Regions from separate parts of the Sus scrofa genome. Here all the other regions are linked to region 1. The links are chromatin contacts, called in public Hi-C and HiChIP or PLAC-seq maps. All regions are on one chromosome and are shown on one strand. Each heading gives the region's core, a stretch centred on a gene start, on an enhancer-like site or on the middle of the called end of the contact. The rest is flanking DNA. Distances are from core to core; before and after follow the strand shown.

Region 1 (2,700 bases), core at 137-2,636:
GTTCGGGCGGTGGGCGAGAGCGATCCGTTGGGGAGGTAGGGGCTCGTCAGGTCGGGGATCATGATGAAGGGGTAGCCGGGATACGGTGGCCCCTTAAAGAGCCCTCCATCTTGCCTCTTGGCCGCTAACATGGCGGGACGGCGAGGGGACGGCGGCGGCCGCGCGGACCGGGAGAGAGCGAGGAGAAACTTTTTAGAAAGTGCCCCAAGTGGCCGGGCGCCCCGGCCCGGCCGGGGCACGCGGGGCGGCGGGCCCGGGGGGCAGCTCCCGGCGGCTGCGGGGCGCGCGGGACGTACTCACCTTCTTCCAAACTTTCCCGGGATTTATCTCGGAAACTTTCGGAGCGAGGCGGAGGCCGTCTTTCCGCCTTCCCGGAGGGGTGGAGGTGGGGAGGGCGAGGGGCAAACGGCACGCAGAGGGGGGAGAAGGGGGAGAAAAAGAATCAGTGGGGTGGGGGTTTGGGGGGAGAGAAAAACAGGGTTACAACTTTTTGCAATGGTGGCACCACACGCACACGCCGCCCGCCCGGCCCCGCGGCGCCCTACCGCCGCCCCCAGCCCCGATTTCTCCCCTGTAAGCAACCTTTGCCAAGCCCAGGAAATAGATTCAGAACCCCACCAGCCCGAGGGGCTTTTCCTACCTCGGAATCGGAGGAGCTGTTTTGATTCGTTTCTGATTCATTGACTAGAGACGATTTGACATCAGCTAAATCCCTCTCTGCCGAGGAGTTTTCGGAGCTCTTCTCCTCCTGCTCGCCCTCGTCTTTGAAGGAAATCAGTTCGTCGTTGGCGCCTAGGTCATCTCCTCCACCGCCGTTCAGCTGCGGCATTTTTTTCACCCACCAGCAGCAATTTTGGAAGAAAAATGAAGGAGGAAGAAAAGCCAAAAAAAAAAAAAAAACCCAAAAAGTTTTACCCCCCCAAAAAAAATATTGCAAGAAAAAGACGAGTCCAAGGTGAACTTTTTTTCTGCTTTGGGGTCTTTTTCTCCTGGGGAGGGGAAAGAGGGAGGAGGGGAGGGGAAGGGGGGGGAGATCTTCTGCACGCGTGAGTTTGGGTTTCTTTTTTCTCTCGTTCCCAAGGATCCGATCAATGTGCAAAAAAATAATAAATAAAAAAAGGGGGGTAAAAAAAAAAACACCACCAACAACAACAAGAAGTCAGATATAAAGAGCAAAGGGGGGGGAAGCCGAAGATACAGGAGGAGCTCGTGCCGCTCGGATTTGAGTGAGTTGAAGTTAGACTGAGAGCTTTTCAGTTCAAAGGCGGCGCTGATTGACAGATAGAAAAAGGGGGATCGAAATCCGGAGGAACGGAGTAGTCTGGGAGCGGAGATTATTGACAGGGCGAGAGGAACACACTCGCTTAATGAGATGCCGAGGGGCGGGGCCGGCCGGGTGACGTCTGCATAAATAAACAGCCGGAGTGGGCGGGGCGGGGGCGGCTAACAATGATCCTTTCGGGCGCCGGGAGAGGGAGGAGGGAGAGGAGGAGGAGGAGAGGGGCGGGGGAGGAGAGGGGCAGAGAGACAGAGGGAGGAGTGTGCAGGGGGAGAGGCCTGCGCTGAGAGTGTGCGAGCCCGGGAGTCTGGGCGAGGGAACGGGGACTCGCTCCGGGAGGGGGCCGGCTTCAGAAAGACAATGCGGGGTAGGAGAGGAGGGGAAGAGGGTGGCGACCGAGTCAGGAATCCGAGCCGGGAAAGGCGGAAGGAAAGCCCACTTGGGGGGCGGGGATGGGGAGAGGCCCAGAAAAAGTGCACTTTGGAAACATTAGAAATAAGTCTTAAGGAAGGGGAAAAGGAGGAGAGTGTTGTGGGGAATGGGTGGGAGGGTGGGGTGCTTGGTGGTTTAGCCAGCAGTGAAATCAGCCACCCTCGGGCGGGATGTAACAGAAGTGGTCGAAAAAGAGAGATCAACCCTCCACTTTCAGAGAGCCTGGGGAAGTGGAGGGCTGGGCAAAGTTCCTGGTCATCTGCAGTGAAAGAAACTATTAACCCACGAGGTCTTCCCTCCCCTTTTTGTTTATTAATAGTGAATCATTTCATTAAATCTTGTCTCACTAGACTAAATATGCCAAAATGACTTTTTATCCAAAAAAAAAAAAAAAATTCCAACACTGTGGTGTTTGTCAGGGGCATTAAAAATATCCTTAAGGAAAAATGCATGATTCATTTCAATGTAGTGTTGTGGCTTTTTGTTTGTTTGTTTGTTTTAACTGAGTTGGAGGTGGTAGGAAATGAGTTAGGATTCAAAGTCCTTTCTGGCTTTGGAAGTGAAAAGTTTGGGCGTTAACATCACCAGGGAAAATAAAACTGAAAGTTCACCAACCTCTGGGATCAGTGGTGCTGGAGTCTTTCTGGAAGGGGGTCTGAAATGAAATTCCCGAAAGACTGACCAAATAATCAAGATGTAGATGGCTCTGGCAGGAAATTGCTAACCCAGCTGATGCTTGAAGGCCTCAGGGAGGAGATGGAAAACCTGAGGTTTGAGGCAGGTATTTGTTGATTTTTAGGCTCTCTTGGGGAAGTAGATTGATTCACTACAAATGGGAAAGAAAATTATGTTAAAGGGGAAAAGGCCTGGGTCCCAAAACGCAGTATTCCTGGAAAATGGAGCAAGAACACTGATTTTCTTGCAAATATCCAATGAGAAGTGGACAGGAATCTACCATATGAAAGAGACAAAAAGAACCAGAAAAAAAG
Region 2 (2,700 bases), core at 84-2,583, 67 kb before region 1:
AGAGAGTTCAGAAAACCGAAGCCACAGTTCATCCTCCACCATCCTGCGGCCTCAGGCAGGTCACGTGGCTCTGCACCTCAGTTTCCCATCTAAAAAATGCGCATGGGAACCGCCTGCCTAAAATCTCCAGACCAACTTTTCCAAACGCAAAGGGTCAACAGTGTAAATGAAGTAAAAGGAAGAGTTACATAAGGTCCAAGAGAGTTCAGCTTTGCTATTTTCACCTCCAACTGCACAGGGGGATTTACAAGCCAGAAGTTACGGGTTTACCACGTAAAGTGTTAGAGACGTGGCCATCAGATGACCCTTGAGAGGTACAAAGCCAGAGAGAGAGTAACAGGGTCCTGGCGACCTGGGAGGGTTGTTTGCAATGCATGCATGATCAGATTGCAGCACATATTAAAATCAAGAACTCGAAAAAATTCCTTCCTTTCTCCACGGCCGGGAGCTCTCAAGACTGGGCTTTTTCTGATGAGACCTTCCCCTCTCCACCGCCAGGAGCTCTCAGGACTTGGCTTTTTCCGATGCGGGTCTCCTGCCTATTCTGTACTTCTCACCCCCTCCCCCAGGAGGACAAGTGACACCAAAAGTCTTTGCGGTCAACCAACAACCAATTCACATGCTCTAGTCAAGTCCCCGTAGAAGCCAAATGCAAGACAGACCTCAAACTCCAACTGAAACCCTGAAGCAGGCTGTTTTCTTTTTACTTTTTTTCCCCCGCTTGTCACATGTGAAAGAGGTCGGTGGCTCCAGCAAGGTCTCCCTGTCCAAATTTTTACTGTCCAGTTCTAGCTGTGACATGCACGGGGAGATGCTTCGTAAGGCGACACCCAGGAAGCCGAAAGGTCAAGCGGCGGCACGGGTTAATTTTGCTCGGGGAAGAACCAGCCCTGAGCCGGGGGAAGATTTAGTGAGGCTGACCTTCGGGAGGCCCCCCGACCCCCCTGCACACAAGTCTTGCTGCCTCAGCCAGAAGCGGCCTGCCACTCAAGTATCATCTTGCTGTAACAAATTACTCCTAACCCAGGATTATGGCTCTTTCCAAATCCCTCCTAGAGAGCAAGGAAATAAACATTCTCTCCCAGGACCAGCCCCAGTTGTTTCTCCGGCTGGTAATCCTTGTCTCTCTCTGCTGCTCCTAGGAGCCTTCCTCTGGGCGGGGTCTGCGAGACCCCTCGGGCCCACTCTCCTTTCAGACGCGGGCTGAATGTCTCAATTGTCCATTGGGCACAGGAAAAGATGAAGGCAGGCTTTCTGTCCGGAGACGCCTCACACAATGGTTCCCTTGGCCCACACACCTCTCATCTGCCGGCCGACTCCACTGGCCTAATCCCAGTCTCTCAAGGAAGTCCACACCCCACATTCCTTCCTCACGTTCCAGAAGGACGAGTGAGGACAGGTCGCCGTGAAGCTGCTGTGCTCCAACTTCACGCGTGGCCCAGAGAGATGCGGGGCTGCCCGCCCCCCACCCCGGACAGCATGCCATGGGGCGGGGGCGGGGAGGGGTGTTAAGTTGAATGGGGGTGGGGGAGGGAGAAAGATCTAGAAAAAAGGGGCAAGACAGCAGGAGAAACTGCCTCTGACCCCAGCCTGAGGTTTCCTCTAATAAACTACCAGGCGATATTTCGAGCACAATCACCCCATTTGGGGAAGGAAATACAGTTCTGTCCACTTCCAATGTGAGGAACCCTGGATCCTCCGGGGACTTGGGACCAAGTGGCAGTTTTGGTTTTAATTGTAGACAGAGAGAGAGATCAGGACATGCCAGGAAGAGCCGAGCAATGGATGTTACAATCAAAGGGGGATGATTTGAAGAGACAGGGATCTTGGGGTTGTTTTACTTAGACTTTCTCCCCAGAGAGCGTGTGCGCAGTTGACAGCACGCTGACACACCAGGGCCGGGAGAGAAACTCTCCAAAATAACCCAAAGGCACCGAAGAGACAGAAATATCCCCATCAAAAATCCAGACACCAAATCAAATTCCTGTTTCAAAAGGGAGAAAGGACACCAGGTAAGGAAATGCAGTTAGATAACACAACTCATCCGGAGTGAAGTGCCACTTCCGATTCCTCACGTGCAACCGAAGCTGACCACCTCGCCAGGCTTGACGGGGTGGCCATGCCTCTGGAAACCAACTTGTTCTCTGCTTTTGTGGTTTTCGGCTTTGAAAGAACTTGGCTAGGGAAGGAGCAGTAACGATCGGCAGCTACCCACTTAGCTCATTAGTATGTCATCTGGACAGGCAAAATCAATTCCAACAGCATCAAGTTTGGTTATTCCCTCCCCTAAAGGTCTGCACTATTAATAGCAAGAAAGTTTCCCAGGCTTCAGTTTATTTGTAATCCCAACCAGCCCTGACCACGGAACCTGGCCACCTCCACTCCAAGAGCTCCCCGAAATCCGGGAGATGGAACTTCAGGTCTCAGTCTTTTGACAGCGGTGGAAAGAGACAGAGGCAGGCTGAACTTAAAGATGTCCGGTCACAGGGGCCTTGATCCCCAGAAAAGGCTAGGAAGGCAGGGGGAGGAACTAACTCAGCCTCTCTACCCATCTAACCAGCTCTTGGGCTCTCTCTTCCAGCCTGACCTCACTCTATGGACAGAGGTCACCATCTCATCTCCCCATTGGGGATCAGCTGACAGAAGCTTCTACAAGAGGTAGGCTGGTTAAAAATGAACTTAAAATGTCACTAAGTCCGA
Region 3 (2,700 bases), core at 176-2,675, 93 kb before region 1:
AACCAGCCCCGTTGGTAAAGAAGGCAAGTATGCTTCCTTCCCACGGGTCCCTATTTACAGAGTGGCAAAAATGATCAGTTGATGCTCCAGTATTTTTACTCACAAGAACTGAACATCGAAAAGATGAAACATTTTTTAAATATGCCTTAGAGCTTTGAAAATTGTACTGGTCAGACTCCTTTGGTTGTAAGCGACAGAAAACCATCTCAGACTACTTGGCTTCCTACCTGCATGGTCCAGGGCTGGAGTTGGCTGCACAGAATTAAATGGTATCAAACACACACATCATCTTCTACAAACAAGCACCCTCCATTCAGAGTGAGTGTGTGTGTGTGTGTGGTGTGTGTGTGTGTGTGTGTGTGTGTGTGTGTGTGTGTGTGTGTGAAGGCAGGCAGAGCATGGAGTCAGACTCTCTCTTCTTTGCTTAAATCACATGTCTGCCTGGACGGACCAGAATAGGGAAAGGTGGTTCCCTATAGACAGGATGGGGAAGGATGCTGTCGGCAGGGCGGGGGGTGTAGAGATAAATGTGGAGGAAAGGGGGGCATGTAGAGATACAGGTGGACTCTTCTCCATTTTTTTAACATTTGGTTTCTTACACCAAAAGGCTGGTGCATAGGTGTTACTCTCAATTCCTAAAAAACGACTTGGTAATTGAAGAAGAAAGCATAATAAAGATGACGCCAAGAGAGCATTTTGGGCAGGGTGGGGGCGGGGGGGATGCTTGGCTGTATTCTGAAAGCGGAAAGGGCTTCTTCCAGTCATACTTATTCCATCTCGACAGTGACTTCGTGCCTTGGCCAGGACTATTTTGGCTTCAGACATTCCGTTTCCAGGCTTTGGCTGAAGGGGGCTGCTACCTCTTTCCCCAAAACTAATTTTTCCCCCCGTTTCAGCTGAATCATCCTAACAATCTGCCCAGAGCCCTTCCACCCAGCCACACTCCTCTTTCTGTTACTGAGATGTATTCGTTTAGATTTTATGTTCTTTCTCCACCCAGCAAGGTTGGCTTCTCCCTTGAGTCTGAAAGGGCCAGGGAGGAATACCTCCCTCGGAATTTCACACGTGTCCCTGACTCGGGCCTCACCTCAGAAGCACTAGAAGGGGGAAGAGTCAGAGGTCAGGTCCAAGGCCAGGTCTCGATAAGGGAGCACCCATATCCCACGTGGTCTCCGGGGGCCACGGGCACAGTCCAGTCCCACGGCTTGTGGTGTGGACCCTCCCTCCCTCCTTCCTTCTCCAGCCTTTTGAAACACTTGCTACTTGCTTCACCTCAGCACCTGGACAAGAGAGACAATGTGCTTGCAAGAAGAACAGTCAGCCTGTGCCCTAGAGCACGAACAAGAGGCCTTTGCCCCACTGCACTTTGGCACATGGTGACCCATCTCATTCAAGCCTATTAAGCAGTCTCTATGATGCACTTAATCTTACTGCCTGGATCCACTCGCTCTGCAGCCTCTGCCCGGAACACAGATTGCATCACGCCTGCCAGAGTTCTTCACAAGCTTCTCGTGGCAGTCAGACTATGGCTGGACAGACCACGCGCTGGCAAAAATGGGCAGGGCTCGGATGCGGTACCAAGGGGGTGGCCAGACACAGCCACACCCTGCTGCACTGGCAAAGGACTGGTGGTCGGGGCTCACTCAGCCTTCGTGCCCTCCTATTGCCCCGCTCTCTGTCCTCCAGCCAACACAACACTCTATAAGCGTGACTGCTTCTGGGCCCAATGGACCTTTCTGCTGTTCATAGCTGCCCCGGTTCTCTTTCAAAAGACAAGCTCTACCCTCCAGATTTTTAGCAGAAGCATGTGACACGATCTGCTTATTAAGGAATTCAAAGGCCATCTCAAACACGGGAAAGAACAGCAGGAACCAAGGATGGAAATGGAAAATGGCAATGGTGGGAAGTGGGGCAACCAGGACAGGTGCTCCGGCAACACCGCAGTGAGAGGTGCCAGCAGCCTGGACTTCACTGGTGATGGTGGAGGGGTGGAGAGGGGTCCGATTCCACAGCTATTTTGAAGGCAGAGCTGATATGCCATGTGGATGGATGACAAGCCTACAGGATAGGCCAGTGGATTGAATGTGGGGAGTGAGAGAAAAAGATGAGTCAAAGATGAACCCCAAGATTTGGGGCCCACGCACCTGGTGTGTGCTGAAGATCTGTACTGTGATGGTGAACACTGGAAGGAACAGGTTTGGCAGCGGGGAATGGGTGGAAATAAAGACTTTGATTCTGGAAGGCTAATTTTCTCATGTCTATTTGGCATCTGCATGGAAGCTGAATAGGGCACTCGGGGGAGAGCCTGGGCTGGAAAAAGATCTGGAAAATTGTCTGAAAATGGCCATTTCCACCTATGGAATCCTGATGAACTCCCCTAGCTCACAGGACTTTCACATCCTTATGTGCAAAAGGACCATAACAACAAACCTTCCCATCCAGACCCCTCCGGGGTCCCCCCCTCCTCAATTCCCCAGTATATACTCCAATTCTGAAATCCAGGAGATGATGGATTATATTAAACTGATTGAAGAGATGAAAATCAGACCTGCAAACCATTAACAAGCCAATCAGGAGATCACCTTGAACACGCTATGCAAAGTGACAGGGAAAATACCCATTTCCCAGAATAAATAATCGAGTCTTAGATTTCTCCACTGGGCAATCTCTTAAAAAAAAAAAAAAAAATGTAGGCACCCT

The links. Hi-C and Micro-C count contacts between places; a contact is called where the count stands out from the background. HiChIP or PLAC-seq counts read pairs in DNA pulled down with a chosen protein or histone mark.
Region 2: a contact with region 1 is called in an H3K27ac HiChIP or PLAC-seq map of skeletal muscle. The contact joins the enhancer-like site here to the promoter of TCF7L2 in region 1. A contact is called at or near these places in 1 of 5 promoter capture datasets (liver), 8 of 47 Hi-C or Micro-C datasets (embryonic fibroblasts, fetal skeletal muscle, liver and 3 more) and 2 of 2 datasets of contacts at active chromatin or transcription factors (alveolar macrophages and skeletal muscle).
Region 3: a contact with region 1 is called in a Hi-C map of liver, with 3 times the contacts expected there. The contact joins the enhancer-like site here to the promoter of TCF7L2 in region 1. A contact is called at or near these places in 1 of 5 promoter capture datasets (liver), 11 of 47 Hi-C or Micro-C datasets (adipocytes, alveolar macrophages, embryonic fibroblasts and 5 more) and 2 of 2 datasets of contacts at active chromatin or transcription factors (alveolar macrophages and skeletal muscle).

Annotation. Positions count from the first base shown.
Region 1 is chr14:123,342,381-123,345,080 of Sscrofa11.1, reverse strand. It overlaps TCF7L2 (transcription factor 7-like 2), which reads right to left and starts at 1,386. Exons shown (of 17, transcript XM_005657478.3): 1 at 641-1,386; 2 at 301-367; 3 at 1-124. The coding sequence starts at 829.
Region 2 is chr14:123,408,989-123,411,688 of Sscrofa11.1, reverse strand. The region is part of intron 4 of TCF7L2 (transcription factor 7-like 2); the gene reads right to left. Among named protein-coding and RNA genes, the nearest start is that of TCF7L2, 67 kb to the right of the region's middle. Within about 2 kb of position 1,333, at least 15 of the 83 cell types and tissues checked have an H3K27ac peak or open chromatin away from gene starts, as enhancers often do. A contact at or near this core is called in fetal skeletal muscle and skeletal muscle, where this site is marked.
Region 3 is chr14:123,435,741-123,438,440 of Sscrofa11.1, reverse strand. The region is part of intron 5 of TCF7L2 (transcription factor 7-like 2); the gene reads right to left. Among named protein-coding and RNA genes, the nearest start is that of TCF7L2, 93 kb to the right of the region's middle. Within about 2 kb of position 1,425, at least 11 of the 83 cell types and tissues checked have an H3K27ac peak or open chromatin away from gene starts, as enhancers often do. A contact at or near this core is called in alveolar macrophages and liver, where this site is marked.